2 separate regions of the Ovis aries genome follow, and region 1 is linked to region 2. Evidence: chromatin contacts called from public Hi-C data. All regions are on one chromosome and are shown on one strand. Each heading gives the region's core, a stretch centred on a gene start, on an enhancer-like site or on the middle of the called end of the contact. The rest is flanking DNA. Distances are from core to core; before and after follow the strand shown.

Evidence for each region. A called contact is a pair of places that touch in the nucleus more often than the background predicts.
Region 1: a Hi-C map of liver shows a contact between it and region 2, with 4 times the contacts expected there. The contact joins the promoter of PTPRU here to the enhancer-like site in region 2. A contact is called at or near these places in 5 of 16 Hi-C or Micro-C datasets (hypothalamus, liver, muscle and 2 more).

The regions. Positions count from the first base shown.
Region 1 is chr2:238,061,568-238,065,992 of ARS-UI_Ramb_v3.0, reverse strand. It overlaps PTPRU (protein tyrosine phosphatase receptor type U), which reads left to right and starts at 2,499. Exons shown (of 31, transcript XM_042244447.1): 1 at 2,499-2,685. The coding sequence starts at 2,613.
Region 2 is chr2:236,611,173-236,615,813 of ARS-UI_Ramb_v3.0, reverse strand. No RefSeq gene overlaps it. Among named protein-coding and RNA genes, the nearest start is that of MATN1, 19 kb to the right of the region's middle. Within about 2 kb of position 1,288, at least 5 of the 54 cell types and tissues checked have an H3K27ac peak or open chromatin away from gene starts, as enhancers often do. A contact at or near this core is called in liver, where this site is marked.

The DNA of each region.
Region 1 (4,425 bases), core at 1,250-3,749, 1.4 Mb before region 2:
GCAGGTGGATTCTTAATCACTGGACCACCAGGGAGGTCCCATCTCCCCCATTTCTACAGTATACTACTATCTCACACACCAGAGAATTTGCCTTTTTTTTTTTGGTTGTATATTGTTCTTGTCTTCCCATTGGAATATAAGCTCCATGAGGGTAGGGATTTTTATCTGTCTTATGTCTTCAATTTGGCTTAGAGCAACTGTTGAACAGAAAAATTGGTATCTAGTGTTTGTTGATTTGCTCCATACGGAGACAGGCCTCAGTTTCTATTCGTTTCAAGCCAGATGTCTTTGATTCAAGTCTCAGAGCTGCTGCTTACTACACATAATCTCGGAAAAGTCACTTTCTCTCTCTGTACCTTAATTTTCTCAACTATGTCATGGGAAAGATAGTGGTAGGGATTAAATGAATCCGTACAGGTGAAACACATAGAAGGCACCTGGTCTTATGCAGAAATGGACAACTAGTTTGTAGTCATTGTACAAGGGTTTATACTGGGCAGAGGCCCAGATGGACTTAACCTGTGTAGCCCGGAGATAGACTAGAATCAATGAGAGTCAGTGAGGGGGGTAGATTTCATGGCATGAAGAGAAAGAACTTTTAAAAAGCCAGCCAGCATAGCAAGGAGAAATAGCTGAATCCATTATTACAGCTGGAGACTTCAACAGCTCTCTCTCAGAAATAAACATGTCCAGCAGGCAGAAACTCAGGGAGGACATAATTAAACTCCACAACACCATCAATCAACTAAAGATAAAGGTCATCTAAAAACTACTTCAGGGACTTTCCTGATGGTCTGGGGGCTAGGACTCTGAGTTCCCAGTGCAGGTGGCCAGGGTTTGGTCTCTGGTCAGAGAACTAGATCCCACATGCCGCAACTAAATAAATAAAGACTACTTCATCCAACAACAGCAGAGCACACAACCTTCCCAAGATCACATGGATTTTTACCAAGATAGACTGGACCATAAAACACAAATTAATAAATTTGAAAGAAAAGAATCATACAGTGATTGCTCTTAGATCATAGTGGAATTAAACTAGAAATAATAACAGAGAGTTGAAAAATCCCCAAATACTTGGAGATTAAATAATGTACTTCTAAATAACACATAGGTCAAAGAAATCTCAAGAGGAATTTAAATTTTTTGACATATTTATAAGTGAAAACTAAATGAAAATGAAAACACAGCTTATCAAAATTTGTGGGATGCTGGGTAAGCAGTGCATAGAGGGAAATTTATAGCACTGAATGCATATGTGAGAAAAGGAAAAAGATATGCAATTAATCATCTAAACTTCTGCCTTAAGAAACTAGAAAAAGAAGAGCAAATAGAATGCCAGGGAAGCAGGAAAATGATAAAAATTAGAGCTGAAATCAGTGAAATGAAAACCAGGAAATCAATGGAGAAAAATCAACCAAACCCAAAGCTGCTGCTTTGAAAAGATTAATAAATCAATAAGTCTCTAGCCAGACTAGGAAAAGAAGAGAAAGGACACAGATTACTAATATCAGAAATGAAAGGAGGGACATCACTACAGATCCCATGGACATTAAAAGGGTGATAAAGGCCAACAAAAGTCCATCTAGTCAAAGCATGGTTTTTCCAGTTGTCATGTATGGATGTGAGAGTTGGACTATAAAGAAAGCTGAGCGCTAAAGAATTGATGCTTTTGAAATGTGGTGTTGGAGAAGACTCTTAAGAGTCCCTTGGACTGCAAGGAGATCCAACAAGTCTGTCCTAAAGGAAATCAGTCCTAAATATTCATTGGAAGGACTGATGCTGAAGCCGAAACTCCAATACTTTGGCCACCTGATACGAAGAACTGACTCATTTGAGAAGACCCTGATGCTGGGAAAGATCGAAGGGAGGAGGAGAAGGGGAAGACAGAGGATGAAATGGTTGGATGGCATCACCGATTCAATGGACACGAGTTTGAGTAAACTCTGGGAGGTGGTGATGGACAGGGAGGCCTGGTGTGCTGCAGTCCATGGGGTTGCAAAGAGCTGGACACGACTAAGCGACTGAACTGAACTGAACTGAAAGGAATACTACGAACAACTCCAAAAGCTAGCGTTTCCAAGACCCCATCACCTGCCGTTGGTAGGTAATGAGCTCCTTGTCCTTGGAGATAAATGTGGATGTGCACTGAAAGGGATCAAGGTAGAGGGGATTCAAGCATTGGGTAGGACCGAGAGGCTCTGTGTCCCTGGGTCTCTGTCCCGGAGAGCTGTGTGCAAGCTAGGCGCGAGCAATGAGCAGAGGAGTGGATCTGCTCACCTAAGCAGGTCGGTGAGGCGGCTGGGAATCCAGGCCCAGCCCAGGACCGCCAGGCAGGGGTCCGGGAGTGGGGGCGGGGAGCGTCAGGGCCGCGGGCGACCGGACTGGGCAGGGGAGCGCGCGGCTGCCAGTAGGGGGCGCCTCGAGACCGAGGAACGCGCGGCCGAGCCTGACGTCAGCGCCCCGCTTGCTTGGGCTCCCGCTCTGGACTCGGCGCCAGTCCCGCTCGGCGCCGCGCCGCTTCGCTCCGGCTCTGGCTCGCCTCGGGCTCGGCTCGGGCTCCGGCGGCGGCGCCCCCCCGCGCCGGGCCCCGGGGCAGGCGGCGGCGCACCATGGCCCGCGCCCAGGCTCTCGTCCTGGCGCTCACCTTCCAGCTCTGCGCACCCGAGACCGAGACTCCGGCAGGTAAGCGCGCGTCGGTCGGACCCAGTTTGCCCCGCCGAGCCTCGGCGCCGGTGGCGTATCTCGAAAGAAAGTGGGAGTGTTGGATGACCGGACGTGGCGAGCTTGCTCCCGGTGTGTCTTGAGTGTTGGATGTGCGATCGTGTGCTCAGGGGGTGGTGTGCCTGCGAATGTGTCTGAGGGATGTGCAAGAAAAGGTGCTGTGTGTGTTGTGTGTCCACGAGTATGTTGGGGTGAATGTTGTGTGCATAAAGGCATGGGGTGTGCGCCGAGTGTCGTGTCTGCCTCTGTGTAGTGTGTGTGTGGGGCCAAGTAGGATTGTATGTCTGTTGTGTGTCCATCTGAGTTCGGTTGTGTGGCAGGAGTTGCCTCTGCTGATGTGTTGCATTTTTGGGCATTTGTGTGTGCCCTAGCCTGGAGTGTTGTTTGTTGTGTGTCCGAGAATGGCTTGTGTTTTTTTGTTCTGCGTGTGGCGAAGAGTGCTCTGTGGATTCTGCCCGCGTGGGGAGCAGAGGACGTGTGTGCGATGTGTGTGCTTGTGAGATCCGTGTACGTGTGTGAAGGCGTGGGAACGGGTCCGGAACGAGTGTGTCCGCGCGCGGTGTGCGCGATGTGTACGTGTGTCTGGGGCCGGCGGTGTGCTCTGCCGGGGGCTGCGTGGGTCCCAGTGAATGCCGAGTGTGCCGGGAATGCGTGTGTAGGAGCGTGTCTGGAGCGGATGTGAGTGTGTTCGTGCAAGCTGGCTGCGTGTCCAGGAATGTTGCGAGTGTGGTCCTCGCCTGGGCCACGGCTTGAGTGTGTGCCCCGGGCCGGGGCCGCCCGAGGGGGCGGTGCAGGTCGTGTTGTGTGTGTGTCCCTCGGGTGTGCGCGTGGGGCGCGCGGGCCCCGGAACAAGTTGTCCTGGCGGCGCCCGTTGCCTCCCCGGTCGGGCCGGGCCTGAGGCTTGGCAGCGAGGGATGGGGGCCCGGCGGCCGCCGACTCCGACATGTCGGGCTGTTTGTTGTTTCGCGAGTTCAGCGCGGCGTTGGCTGGTGGCGGATCCGAGACGGCGCCGGGTCTGCGGGGCGCCGGGGCCGGGGCCCGGAGGGCCCAGCGCGGGGTGGGGGCGGCCGCGGGGGGCTGCGGGGCGCGCCGGGGCCGGCTGGAGGGGAGGGCCGTGAGGCCAGGCCACCGTGCGGGGACCGGGCCGCGGCTGCACCCAGGCGGCGGGGCGGGGTGGGGGGTGCGTCCGGGTGGGCCGGGCCTGGCTCTGGGCGGCCGGACGGCGCCCCCTCCGGTTGCGCGCTGGAGGCGCCGCGGACGCCGGGGTCTCCTGGGACAACCCCCCCCTTCGTCGACTCCGCAACTTTGTACGGCCTCCGGGCTGGCGGGGGTGTGAGTGTACGCGTGTGAGCGTGTATCTCGGTGCTTCTGGGTGCCGTGTGACCGCGCTGTCTCTCTGAGTGTGTTTCGGAGAGTGGAGTCTTTTGGAGGGGTGTGTGTGTGTGTGAAGTTGTGCGTGCGGTCGCGTTTCTGAATGTGTGTATCCAGAGCTGTGGCTGTGTGTCCGTGTGTGCTGTGGACCGTGTGTCGGCGGCGGCTATGTGTGTTCATGTGTCTGTCCCCGCCTCCCCCACCCCCCCATCCTACCCGGAGGCCTGGGATGCCACACCGGGGGCCCTCTCCTGCGGAGTTGCGTCTGATGGCCTTTCTAGGGCGGGGGTGGCCTGTGCCCTCCCGGCGGCCTCAGCATCCCCGCCCGCT
Region 2 (4,641 bases), core at 39-2,538:
TATGAGGTGGGTCTCTTGGTCTAAGGCTACAGTCAAGGATAGGGTGGCTTCAAGCAGCCCAGTGGGTGGCCAAACTGGACGGATACCCAGCCTGCCTGAGCTGTGAACGTGAGCAGGGCACCCCTGGCGGGGGCTGCTCACATGAAGCTGTACTGAGGATTCTTCCCGGCTGAAAGCCGTGGGTCTCGGCACCCAGAATAAGCTCCTGAGGCTTCCACAGTGATGCTAATACTACCAAGAATGCCACCATGAGCTGCCGCCGCAGCTCCAAGCAATGACTCAGTGCTGAGCTCCAGGCCAGCCCCCCACCCACCTCACCCAGTTTCACCCCACCACAGCCCCTCAGGCTGCTACGGCTCCTCCCCACGTGACAGAGGAGGAAACTGAGGCTCGCAAGGGGCAGCAAGCTGCCCAAGGTGCCCCCATCCCGCCACCGGCAGAGCCAGGCGGGACCCTGGTGTCTCGTGGGCCTCCTCCGTGTCTCCCGAGCTCCAGCAGCTTCTCTGACCCTCCCGGAGACTGCCACCCACACCTCTACCTGCACGATATTGATTTTGATTCAGTCCGACCCTTTGACTTGAAAAGGCCTCCCCTTTTCAATTTGCCTCACCGTGAGCAATAACATCCATGAAATCAAGGTTTAATGCACTAATTGCTTGTGAGGTTTTTTCTGATATTCATTAAAATAAATACATGACTGGTAAAACAGAATATTAATGTTTGCCCATGCACCACCTGTGATCCCCTCTCAGAGGCCCCTCCCTGGGAGACTCCGCAGCTGCTGCTGGAGAAGAGAGGAGGGAGAGGGGTGGTATCTGAGCAGTGAAGCCCGCCTGGCCTCTCCCAGCCCAGCCCAGCCCAGGACAGCGGCAGTTCTTTCTCCTGGGGAGGCCCCACCTCATCTGCTGCCCCAGGCTGGGTCTTGGCACAGGGAAACTCCCTGGCAGCTGGAGAGGGGCCTCCTGACCACCAGCCCCGTGAGGGAGGACCCTGGGGGAAGGGACCAGAAGGTTGCGATGGCTCCAGTGGGATGCCTATGGGAGTGCCCACCACGTCCACTCCCCGCCAGTCCTGGCTCCTGGAGGAAGCCCCAGGCTTAGGACAGATTTCCTGGCTCTGCACCAAACACAGGAGAGAGGCGGGGAGGGATTGCTGTCCACAGGCCAAGGACTCCTGCCAGGAATGAAAGCAGGAAACTGCAAGGGAAAATTTGATACCAAGAGGAGGGAAAAGCCCTGCCCACTGTGGTCACACACCCAAGCAGCAGCTGCACCAACCCTGGGGGCAGAGGGGAGGGAGGTGGCAGGCAGAGAGGCCCCAAGTGGGAGAGAAGGCTGCACGACTGGGCGGGGGTCTGTTCCAGCCCACACGGTAGAGGGGATGTGAGCAAGCTGGACGGGGGTCCAGAGGTGGAATCACGGGAGCCAGGATCCCAGTCTAGGAAGGGGAGTCCTCCTGGAGGAAGGAAGACTCTGGGATCAAGTGGGGTAGACAGGCCAAGTTCAAGTCCCAGAACCTCTACTTGTCTGTGTAGGTCCCTTCTGGTCTCTGAGCCTCACTTTACCCAACCTATACAATGAGGATAATCGTACTTCCCTAAGTGGTTGTAAGAAATAAACAAGGTTAGCACTGTTAGGACAAGGCTTAGCCCATAGTAGGGCTTCCCTGCTGGTTCAGATGGTAAAGAATCTGCCTGCAATGCAGGAGACCTGGGTTTGATCCCTGGGTTGGGAAGATCCCCTGGAGGAGGGTATGGCAACCCACTCCAGTATTCTTGCCTAGAGAATCCTCATGGATAGAGGAGCCTAGTGGGCTACAGTCCTTGGGGTCGCAAAGAGTCCAACACGACTGAGTGACGAGGCATAGCACGGCGTAGCATAGCCCACAGTAAGCAGAGATTTATGTTAGCTCTTCATAGAGTTATACGTGTAGTTACTATTTATAGTTATACTGAAGTATATTATTGTATATTTGTTTATATATTTATATTATCGACATAATTATTATATTTTTGTTGTTGTTCAGTCACTCACCATGTCCAACTCTTTACAGCCCCATGGACTGCAGCATGCCAAGTTTCCTTGTCCTTCACTAACTCCCGGAGTTTGCTCAAACTCATATAAATTGAGTCATATTATTTATATATATATACATTTATTATTTGCATAATTATATGACTTATTTTAATTTATGTCTTAATGTATATAGGTATACTATGTACATTGTGAAGTGAAGTGAAAGTCGCTCAGTCGTGTCCGACTCTTCGTGACCCCATAGACTATACAATCCATGGAATACTCCAGGCCAGAATACTGGAGTTGGTAGCCTTTCCCTTTTCCAGGGCATCTTCCCAACCCAGGGACTGAACCCAGGTCTCCCACTGGAGGTGGATTCTTTACCAGCTGAGCCACAAGTTAATATACCATAAATTGCAGTTTATAAATTATGTTTTATTATTATCACTAAAAGGCGAGGGGAACCAAGGGAGCAGATATGCTCTGCATGGCCTGGATGCCTTCACTCTTTCCCACTTTCATTCAACATACAGGATTCTCAAGAGCAACTTGGAGCAACTCTGCCCCAAGAGGCAGAGTGGTGCTCATTCTCGGCCGTGACTACACAGTCACAAGCCCTCAGGTGGGCACCTTAGAGAGGACGGAGGGGCTGTAGCTGTGAGGGTGCCGGGGTTCCAAGGTCAGTTCCCAGGGACGACGTGCCTTGTGCGCGCCTGGGGCAGCCCGCGATAGCATCGGTGCAGTGAAGCTCAGGGCGGTGGAGGACTGGCCGTGGCCACATGGGGTCTGAGCACAGGCAGGGTGGCCACCCTGGAGACCGTCCCCCTGCAGAGCCCCCTTGCCCCATCACTGGGCCAGGCAGCCACTCACACTTTACAAGGAGGCAGGAGACACAGAAAGGCCCACTTCAGGCCCTGGGACCTGGGGAGAACGTGGGAGGGTTGTGCAGAAAATCTGTTAGCAGATTTTCATGAGGGAGGGAAGGACCATTCTTTTTTTTTTCTCTTTTTTCTTGTTTGCCATGTGGGATCTTAGCTCCCCGACCAGGGACTGAACCCACGTCCCCTGCACTGGGATCCAGATCTTAACCACTGGACCGCCAGGGAAGTCCCAGGAAAGGGCTGTTCTAGATGTGAGGAGATGCGCCCCCTCCTTGAGGCCCTCGGGGGAGACCTGTGATTGAGACGGGGCTTCTGGAAGACCTATGACTGAGACGGTGGTCCTGGACCCAAACCCTGACGAAGATGCAGCTTCTGTCTTGAGCCCCTTGCGCCCCTCGCCCTGCACTGGGCACTCACACACTGGCTCCTTTCAGTCTTCACACCCCAGCCAGGGGGGAATCATTCTCCCCACTTCTTAGGTGAGCAAACTGAGACTCAGAGGAGCCCGAAGACCCCAGTCACCTCTGCCCCAGGGTCTCTACTAACCCCTTCCTTGGGCTGCAGTTATTTTGGGCTTGAGAACACATACCCTGATTTAGGGACAGAAGACTTGACCACTGCCCACCCAAACAAGAGAGGGTAGGGAACAGGAAGATGTCTCCTGGGGGGCCTCCTGCTTAGCCCCCACCCTGCCTCAGCATTCAGGACTGAGCTGCCATCCCTAGTTCAGCAAAGCCCCTGAACAGGCCCTACAAGACAGGAGATGACTCCAGCCCAGGCCCTTCTCAGAGTTCAGAGTGAGCGATGAGAATGGGAAGATAACACCCACCTCTGAGACTTACACCCACAGTCTGCCCTCCTGGGAGCCCCTGTGTGCAGGAGGGAGGGGCAGTTTAAACGGATTAGAGTAGGTGCTACAGAGTGGAGTGATGGAACTGCCCCAGCTCACGGGAAGGAGTGCTGAACCCCATTCCTGGGCTGATGGTGCCACCCTGTGGCCAGCTTCCACCATAGCAGCCCCAGGTCTGCAATTCCAGCCCCTTAACTCCAAGGTCCAAAGTGATCCTTGAGATCTTCTTGCCCAGTGTCAGGGGTCCATTTCACAACTGGGGAAACTAGGTCACCCAGGTATCAGCAAAGGCTGAGTGGATACAGTAGGAAATAGTCCAACGGGTCTGAACAACAGCCAGGTCTTACAGCACCTAGAATGCTCAACTACTAAGAATTTCATCTCCAAGATAATAGGGAGCTTGAGAAGGTTCTTGAGCAAGGGTGTATGTGTGAGTGTGACTGATCAAATGTTCACTGTAGGACAATCACTCTGATATCAGTGTGCTAAATGGACTGAAGAACAAGGCAGGAAAGCCAATTAAGCTGCTATGGTCCCAACCTATGGAGGAAGGATTAGAACTTCCTTTCATCCTAGTGAATCTGAACCCCAGAGAGGCAACCTTGGTTTCCCCATTCATGGAAAAAAAAATTATTTAAAAAGGTCACTAACAAGTTTGAATTAAAAATTGCGTGTATATTTCAAAGCACCTAATGGATGACCCAAAAAAGGTAAATCAGTGAGTGATCTAAGTCTGATTCTGATCCTAAATGTGCAAAGGCTGCCGTGCCCCCGCCAGAGCAGTCCCCTCCCCAGGCGGGCACAGCTTGACAGCCGCGGAGCCCCCTCCCTCTCTCCCCTCTTCCCCTCCCCCACCACGCAGCCGCTGGGATGGGGAGGCAGCACACTCACGTAG